Regions from separate parts of the Mus musculus genome. Here region 1 is linked to region 2. The links are chromatin contacts, called in public Hi-C maps. All regions are on one chromosome and are shown on one strand. Each heading gives the region's core, a stretch centred on a gene start, on an enhancer-like site or on the middle of the called end of the contact. The rest is flanking DNA. Distances are from core to core; before and after follow the strand shown. Region 1 has its middle 37 kb from the start of Gm25401. Region 2 has its middle 24 kb from the start of 1700063D05Rik.

Evidence for each region. Hi-C and Micro-C count contacts between places; a contact is called where the count stands out from the background.
Region 1: a contact with region 2 is called in a Hi-C map of the N1E-115 cell line, with 2.5 times the contacts expected there. The contact joins two enhancer-like sites. A contact is called at or near these places in 7 of 484 Hi-C or Micro-C datasets (8-cell embryo, the N1E-115 cell line, embryonic stem cells and 4 more).

What each region holds. Positions count from the first base shown.
Region 1 is chr9:41,299,806-41,304,784 of GRCm38.p6, forward strand. No RefSeq gene overlaps it. Among named protein-coding and RNA genes, the nearest start is that of Gm25401, 37 kb to the right of the region's middle. Within about 2 kb of position 3,181, at least 25 of the 459 cell types and tissues checked have an H3K27ac peak or open chromatin away from gene starts, as enhancers often do. A contact at or near this core is called in the N1E-115 cell line, where this site is marked.
Region 2 is chr9:41,227,636-41,232,102 of GRCm38.p6, forward strand. No RefSeq gene overlaps it. Among named protein-coding and RNA genes, the nearest start is that of 1700063D05Rik, 24 kb to the left of the region's middle. RefSeq lists an enhancer at 267-2,910. Within about 2 kb of position 1,321, at least 216 of the 459 cell types and tissues checked have an H3K27ac peak or open chromatin away from gene starts, as enhancers often do. A contact at or near this core is called in the N1E-115 cell line, where this site is marked.

The sequences.
Region 1 (4,979 bases), core at 1,931-4,430, 74 kb after region 2:
CTGTGTCTGGGTTTGTGGTTATTTTTGAAAAGTGCAATGAGGTATAGAGAAGAACCTATATTCTTTTGTGTTTGGGTGAAATGTTCCACATAAATATCTCTTAAGCTTATTTGGTTTAAACAGCATTTCTCTGTTTGTTTTTGTCTGGATGATCTGTCTTTTGGTAAGAATGGGGTATTGAAGTCTCCCACTATCAGCATGTGATGGTCAATATGTGATTTGAGCTATAGTAGTATTTCCCTTATGAGCCAGTTTTCTTCTTAGGTTCATATGCTTAGAATATATTGTTCCATTCTTTCACCCTGCGGTGATGCCTACTACCCTTAGTTTTAGGATGTGTTTCTTGGATGCAGCAGAAGGATGGATCCAGTTTTCCCATCCTTTCTGTTAGTCTGTTTTTGTTTGTTTGTTTGTTTGTTTGTTTGTTTGTAATTGGAGAATTGAAAGCATTAATGTTGAGAAATACCAATGAGCAGTGTTTGTTGATTCCTGTTATTTTGTTGTTGTTGTGGTTGTGGTGGTGGTGGTGATGGTGTGTGTGTGTGTGCACGTGTGTGTGCATGTGCATGTGCGTGTTTGTGTTTTCCCCTTTATATTTTCTGGTAGGGATTATTTATTTCTTGTGTTTTATTGGGTGTGGTTAACCTATTTAGGTTGGACTTTTCCTTCTAGAGCCTACTGCTAAATTTGTGGATATTGATTATATTTGTTTTTTTTTAAAATCATGGAATGCCTTAATTTCTCCAACTATTGTGATTGAATCTTTTGCTGGATATAGTAGTCTGGACTGGCATTTGTGGTCTCTTAGATTCTGTAGAACATCTGTTCAGAAACTTCTGGCTTTTAGAATCTCCATTGAGAAGTCAGATGTTATTCTAATAGATCTGTACACTGTACAGGAGATAACGCTGGTATTTTGAGCATGGTCTATTTTCTTTTTTTTTTATTTCTTATATTTTCTTTATTTATATTTCAAATGTTATCCCCTTTCCTAGTTCCTCCTCCTTTTCCCTTCTCTCCTCTCCCTGCTCACAACCCACCCACTCCTGCTTCTGGCCCTGGCATTCCCCTATACTGGGGCATGGAACCTTCACAGGACCAAGGGCTTCTTCTCCCATTGATGACGAACTAGGCCAACCTCTGCTACATATGCAGCTAGAGCCACGAGTCTCACCATGTGTTTTCTTTGGTTGGTGGTTTAGTCCCAGGGAGTTCTGGGGGTACTGGTTAGTTCATATTGTTGTTCCTCCTATGGGGATGCAAACTCCTTCAGTCTCTTGGGTGCTTTTTCTAGCTCCTTCTTTGGGGGACCCTCTGCTCTGTCCAATGGATGGCTGTGAACATCCACTTCTTTATTTGTCAGGCACTGGCAGAGCCTCACAAGAGACAGCTATATCAGGCTCCTGTCAGCAAGCTTTTGTTGGCATCCACAATAGTGTCTGGTTTTGGTGGTTGTTTATGGGATGGATCCCAGGGTGGGGCAGTCTCTGGATGGTCATTCCTTCAGTCTCTGCTTCATACTTTGTCTTTGTAACTCCTTCCATGGGTATTTTGTTCCCCCTTCTAAGAAGGATTGAAGTATCCACACTTTGGTCTTCCTTCTTATTGAGTTTCATGTGTTTTGCAAATTGTATCTTGGGTATTCTGAGCTTCTGGGCTAATATCCACTTATCAGCGAGTGCATATCATGTGTGTTCTTTTGTGATTGGGTTGCCTCACTAAGGATGATATCCTCCAGGTCCATCCATTTGTCTAAGAAGTTCATAAATTCATTGTTTTTAATAGCTGAGTAGTACTCCATTGTGTAAATGTACCACATTTTCTGTATCCGTTCTTTTGTTGAGGGACACCTGGGTTCTTTCTAGTTTCTGGCTGTTATAAATAAGGCTGCTGTGAACATAGTAGAGCATGTGTCCTTATTACATGTTGGAACATCTTCTGGGCATATGCCCAATATTTTGAGCATGGTCTGTTTTTCACATCATAAGACTTCCCATGGTTACAGAAAGGACGAGTGAACTGAGCCTCAAGGGTGCCTCAAGATCCTCAAGGATCATCTTTTTTAATCCCCTTCTCTATGGTGCAGGGGATTAAAATCCACATGAGCCCTGCCTTACAGCCAAGGCCAGTTCATCTGGTAGTCACTACAAAAATTATGTGTGTGTGCATATGAGTACACGCATACACGTACATGTACACTTACATAAACATATATACACACATCATATACATTACACCATACATATGCATTATATATATGCATATTCATACACACATATGCATATAGACATAAATATATGTCATATACATATACATACATTATGGCTGTACTTCTCATGGTTGATAGATCTATAGAGTTTCTCAAAAATACCAATGACTCCTTAACAAATACATTTTTCTTTCCATAATTTAGAGTGTGCTCTGGACACCTTGGTAAGATAGCTCTGACATCTTATATCCCAGTGCACTTAATGATAAGGAACAGATATCCTAAGAGAGCTCAGTGAGACACACTGGACTTTGCTGAGCCAGGAAAGAGAGGAGGAAAGCCTTCGACCTCTTCGACCAGGGTTATTTGGCTGAGAGGATGATCAGTAAATCACCCAGAGAGGAAAATGATCCCGGTCAGACTGGAGCAGAGACCCAATCAGTGGGTAAAGCAAGGTTATCTAGGTTGACATGGGTGCTGCCTTGGTAATCAGTAAAAGCACAGATCATTTCCTCGGCATTTCTTGCCTATTCATTTGACTATGAAGATAGAGAATCCAACAAAGAGCCTAAGGCATAAATCTGTGAAAATCATGCATATTTCTAATTCCTCTAAGGATGTAGTCTTGTTTTCTCTCCTTCTATCTTTGATGAGTACAAAGCACCTTGGGGTATTTTTGTGAGTTCTTTGTGTAGAGAGGTGGCCCAGCCCCCTGATGAAAATAGACTTCCTTCTTTGCTCCTCTTGCCATTCTGTCTCTCCTGTCAACACCCCTCACCCTCCATTTGCAAAATTCCAGTGTGTGTGTGTGTGTGTGTGTGTGTGTGTGTGTGTGTGTGTGTGTGTGTGTGTTTGTGTGTAGGGATCAGGCCAAAATTCTATCCCTGTCGAGTGAATAGGGAGCTGGAAAAGTCACTTTCTACATCCTAGGGTGTTCACAAACCATCCTACCCTCTGATTGGCTGAGTCAGTTCTGAGCACGGACCCTGAGCTGCATCCTATTGCCCAGCTATGCATGGGCAGCAATGGTCCCTAATACCAGTTATCAGAGTTCAGCCTGCAGCTATATTTGAGGTGGAGCAATCCTCCTGACTTGGAATAATTGCCTTCTGAGGAAATATGGCCAAAATGCAAAATAATTAGGAAGAGGTCTCTTCAATTCCGTAACTCTTGGTTCTTTTTCTCCCGCCCTTCCATGGCCAGGGCTGGAATCCCTTCCAACTGGAACAGGGAACCTGCCTCGTTTCTGAGCCAAGGCAGAGTTAAATAAGCCATTGTGCCATGTGCTCATGGGTAATTAGGCATGAAAAGAATCTGCAGTCTCTCCCTCCATTGTTCCTCACAAGCTGTCCTTTTGCCATGTGCCCAAGCCCCCAGGTCTCAGTTCTGGCACTCGTACAGAGATATGGATGTCGTCGTCATGGCAACTGCTCCTGTGCTAAGCAACTTTATAGTCTAATATTATTAAGGGGGCAGGGGTCAAAAGCCAGTGAGAGACTTTGTTTCTGAAGCCCATGGTAATTGTATCTGGGATGGGGCAGCAGTGAGAGCTCATGGGAGAAGGGGGGAAACTCAGCGACCCACAGCTACCCTCAAGAACACCTGTGAGGCAGACATGACAAAATCATAGAGTCAGTACACTCTCTTCCAAAGGCTCCCACCGTCCTCTCCCATGTCCCCCTCTGAGTGTTACTGTATTCCTTCAGGTGCCTGGCACCCTGCTGCTCCATCCTGGGAAAGATCTACCTCTAGTAGATTCCATTTGACTGTGGAGTCTGGTCACTGTGTTTCTATCCACATGTGTGTTTCCGGCTGAACAACAGGGAGTGGTGGAAATAGGCAGAGGAAAAGTTCTCTGTTCCCGGAAGCTTAAAGGAGCAGTGATGCTGCCTTTTGTGTTTTTAGTGTCTTACTCTAGGAAATGTCAAACATTCACACGAGTAAGGAAAAAAAATGAGCTCCATATAACCCATTACCCTAGTTGTATTCTTGTGTGTGTGCACATGTGTGTTTACATGTGTGTGGGTACTTGTGTGTGAGCACATGTGTGCATGCATGCATGCATGTGGAAATTAAAGTGGTCTCCTTAATTGTTCGCAGGTTCTCTCATTTGAACCAGAGCTTGCTGGTTTGGCTAATCACTAGCTCGCTCTGGGGATTCCCTATCTCTACCTCTCCATGACCCATGCAACCTCCTGTATTTTCTACAGTCATTTGCCTTGCTTGCATTAAACATGGAGCAGAAAGAATCCTTCAGACTCTTGTTTCTTCCATCTCAACCCCAGGCAGGGGTTAATATTTCCTTAGTGCTGATGCAAAGGAAGGCATGATGGATGGTGCGGAAGCATATGCCCGGCACGCCTCATGAGATGCTACATACACCGCTGTCCTGCCCTAGTCTGAAGACATAGCAGTGCATGGGGCTCCCTCACACCAAATGCACTCAGGTCCAAAGCCAGCTGATCTCCTGGACATTCTAATGTTATCTGTGCTTCTGCTCCCTGGTTCTTATAGGACTAGATTCATACACTTTATCAAGTGATCTCTGCCGAGATAGCAAATTCTTTCCCAGTGTTGAATGAGAGGCAGCTTCGGAAACTGCTCTTGGTCTTAGAGTAAGGAGATGACTTTCCATATCAAGTGGCTCAGCATAATTCCAGGCATGCTGATAAAGTCCCCATAATGCTCTCATTTTAAAGTTTCTACAAGTACCTCAGCCTCCTCTGCAATCAGCCCCGGTCTTCCTTGGCTGGGATTAGAGGGCTATGCA
Region 2 (4,467 bases), core at 71-2,570:
ATCCAAATGAGCATCTTTTCTTTTCTTCCCCCATCTTAAATCATTCTACCTGCCTCATTAACTCCCGTTCAGCCCCCAAATACCCAAGCAAAGCCCTTCCATTTATTTAGACAGTCTCTGATTGCATTTCTTCCCCCTGACTGGAGTGATGACTCTTACTTGAGACAAATATGGAACTCCTTACTACACTCGATGGCAGTTGTTTTTTCCTGTGCACACCCCACTAGTCTGCAGCATTCTGAGCTCAGTAATTATAATTTGCATATGAAGTGTGCCCCTTGTCAAGGATCACATGTGAAGGGCTCTATTCTCAACGCGACAGTCAACAGTCGAGCGAAGGGAAGATGACTGGTTCCTGAGGACTCGGAACTAATCTGTAGATCAGTCCATTCACAAGCTCATAATATGATGGGAGTTGGTAGAGATAGGAGGGAAGGCCACACTGGAGGAAGTAGCCTCTAATGATGTATTAGGAGATGTATTTTGTCTTTATTAAGTCCCTTCCCATCTCCTATCTGTCCCAAGGAGGGCCACTTTGCTCTTTGCCCTCATGTTCTGCCTCACCAAACACTGGACTGGAACCAACAGATACCAATGACAGTGGACAGAAAGATACAAATCTGTGGGCCAAAATAAACCCTTCCTCTCTTATGTCATTTCCTCAGGCATGTGTCATGGTGCTGCAGATGTGCCTGACACTCCCACACCCTTCCATCCTTCACCTAGAACTCTCAGCAGTGGAAGTCCCTACAACAGTGCTGTACCGTGTTGCTTCTCAAGCCGAATGCATTCAGCAGTATTGACGTCCTTGATACTATTTGGTTTTGAAGACAAAATCAATTCTGTTAGGAGGGATGATCTGGAAAGTGTCCCCAAGTGGCATGTTCTCATCTGACATCATCACACGAAGATTTTATCAGGCAGAGAGATGAAGAGGTCATTTCTAGCAGTGGAATTAACACAAGCCACTTGGGCACCAGGGCGGGGTCTGGAGTGGATTAAGAGCTGAGGGAGCTGTACTAAATAAATGATAGGCCATGGAGCTCAGATCGTGGGTTGGAAACTTGCCACTGGCTATCTCTGCAGGATTGCTTGGATTCAGCAACTATGGAGTCCATCACCGTCGTCGTCGTCCTAGACGCTGTTTACAAGAGAAATCGTGTCCTATTGTAGACTGTCTTCTATGAGGACAGGAATATTCTGAGACGTTGCAGATTTTTTTTGTCTCCCGGCTCTGCCACTGGAGGTCACTGTTGTACCATCGAAATGAGTGAGAAGCCCCGCCTGATACCCTTTTGAAGTTGGCTTCCGCCAGGAGTGAATACAATACCCTCTGGGTAGCTAGGAAGTCCCGAGGTGCAGGCTTCTCCCTGGCTTCGTGGAAAAGTGGCCTGGTGACCTGCAAAAAATGACTTCGGAAGAGCGATGTCCGTCTGGAGAGGGACTGCGGGTGGGAGAGCGGTGCTGGGAGGGAGACGTCTGTATCGCATTAGTCTGCGTCTGGCGGGGAGGGGCTGGAGGCCCTGGCGGGTCAAGGCAACTGCTCCCTGCTGCTTTCTGGCGCGAATGTGGAATCTGGTAGTGATTAGAGAAGGTTATTGTCTTGGGAGTGCAGGGAGATCGGTAGTAATACTGCTTTGAGCGTTTCTGACCCCATCTTAGAAGGCCTCTCCCACGACTCTCCTGCTGGGCTCTGATTTTAGAGCCACTAAGCAAAGAAAGACAAGGAAAACTGAGGCCTATTCCTTAAGCCTATCCACTCCCCGGGGCTTACAGGGGACACTCCAGGAGGAGCACAGATGAGAACACACATCCCTAGACAGAAAACCCCAAGTAAGCCTCTATTTTTCTTAGCCCTCCTTCCTGTGGAGTGAATATCATTTGGTCCATTTGTTATGAGAAGAAACAGAGACTTGGAACTGACATTTGAACCCGAGTCTTTTGAAATATAAAGAGAATGGATGGTAAAATAACTACTTGTGGTTACTGGCTAAGAATTCTGCCCTTGAAAATTTGGAGAAAGAGCTCCTCCCTGTGCAGCTTCGACAATAACCCACTTCAAGGCGAGCTGAAGCCAGGGTACCTTTTGGCGGCACCTTTTTCTTCTTCTTTTTCTTCTCTCCTTCACTTTCTCCCCATCTCTTCCCCTGGGTTTCACTGCATACCTCAGGTTGACCCTATCCCTTCTCTTCTCCCCACGTGCTGGGATCTGACGGTCGGGCTACTCCTAGATCAGAGTGGCTCTCTAATAAGTCATAATCTGTTTATAGCCATTCATAAAAGCAGAGTGCTTCTGTGCACATTAGCTAATTTGGCTCTTATAATAACTGTCTTATCCCCATTGCCGTAGACAAAGAATCTGAGACGCTGAGGAATTAATTTGCCGAAGGTGCTACAGTCAATGATGAAATTCAACCTCGGATCTTTTTGCTCTAAATACAGCACCCACTGCCCATCACCCATTGCCCGATACCAGTTAGTCTCCAGGTAAATATTGGGTGATGGAGTGATGCTGTGTATAATCTAGCTAGCAATAAACTGATCTTAAGTTTAGGTAGCATTTTATCTCCGAAGATGGTGCTCCAACCCAGGAAGATTACACTGGAGACCCTGCCTCAAGGGGACGGAAGACTTCTGAAAGTTGTCCTCTGACTTCCGCATGAGCGCTGAGGTGCATGAACACACACGCGTGCGCACACAAACACACACACACACACACACACACGCATACAGACACACACAGACACACATATGTGTGTGCACACACACAACTCATGCACGCATGCAAGAATGCACGCAGTATACCCATAACCACACATACACGCAGGCATGTGCACATATGCATGCGTATACATTTATTGTGTGTGGATGAGTGCTCCCATGCCATGACTGGCATGTAAGGGTCAGAGGGCAGCTTGTAACTGGACTCAAATAAATTTCTAAAACTTTTTAAAAGGGTGAAGATTACAATTTATCTATCTATGTATCTATCTATGTATCTATCTATGTATCTATCTATGTATCTGTCTATGTATCTATCTATGTATCTATCTATGTATCTATCTATGTATCTATGTATCTATGTATCTATGTATCTATGTATCTATGTATCTATCTATCTATCTATCTATCTATCTATCTATCTATCTATCTATCTATCTATCTTGCAGTTCACACAGCTCTGGGGTGATTAATACATCTTCTTCCTGTTCCAGAGGTACCAGATTTAGAAAATAAGAACCCAGAACTCCTAAAATTAGATTTCTTATGGGGTTATTGAGACATGTATGCTAACAAGCCAACTGTTTATCGGAAATGTAAATGTATCTGACCATTGTGCGCTTTCATCTGTCGACTGTACCCTGTCTCCAAAGAGAGAAAGCTGAGCTTGGTGTTCTCTCAAGCATGCTTGAATTTTGGACATGACTATGTTTTTAAAAGGACAATTTGAAAACACCCTATCAATGTACCAACGTTCAAATTCTCTGTTACAGTTTCGTCAGAAACCCTTTGAACTGTGCTTGCTTCACGGTATCCCCTCATGGAATCATTTTTAAGTGAATCCTAAGGAACAAAACAGTGGCAGAGCAGTTTGAAAACACAAAGGGCCTCAGGACAATTGTGAAGGAAAGCAGAGCAGATCACTGTACCAAGTACCCCAGGGAAACCACACCGTGGAAAGGAATCCCTGAGGAGGGCCGAGTGGAATATTCTCCCTAGGCACACATTTAATCAAACTTCAAAAGAAAGACAGCCATTCCCTTTGGAAGCCATTATATAATGAAGTCAACCCTGCTTTCAACTCCAAAACTAATTACTGGATTTATTCTTCTTACTTAATCTATTCCCAGGTATTTGGACAAAATGCTATTCTCTATTACTTTGCTAAGACAAACAGAAACCATAAGTAACATTAATTTGTCCCTACTAGGTGTGCGCATGCTGATTTTAGAACTACCAGTCAGTATTTGCATATAGAGGAGTCATCACATTTATAAAGAAGGCCCATTACACATAGAGAAGGTTTTTAAATCTAACACACATCAAAGTAGATCCTGGTCTCATAAGGAAAACATCTTATTCTGCAAAGACAAGACACATGGCTCTTTTTAAGATAAGGTCTTACTCCATGACTCAGGCTAGCCTGGGACGCACTGCATAGCTCTCACTGGTTTTGACTGTGCCACAATCCATCTTCCTCAGCTCTTTCTAAGTGCTATGATTACAGGTCTGATTTACTTTATCCAACTTGGAATGTTTGGGTCTTGAAGTCTTAAAGCCACACACTGAAGAGTGGACAACTCATGTGTACCATGTGCACACATAAATAAACCATCACCTAGCACCTGTTAGGGTGGGTATTACTAAACACATATGTAAGTGTTGGTGAGGATGTGGGGAGCAGACCCATGTGCACAGTTGATGGGAATGTCTATCATTACTGTTATTACGAAAAATAGTGTGTAT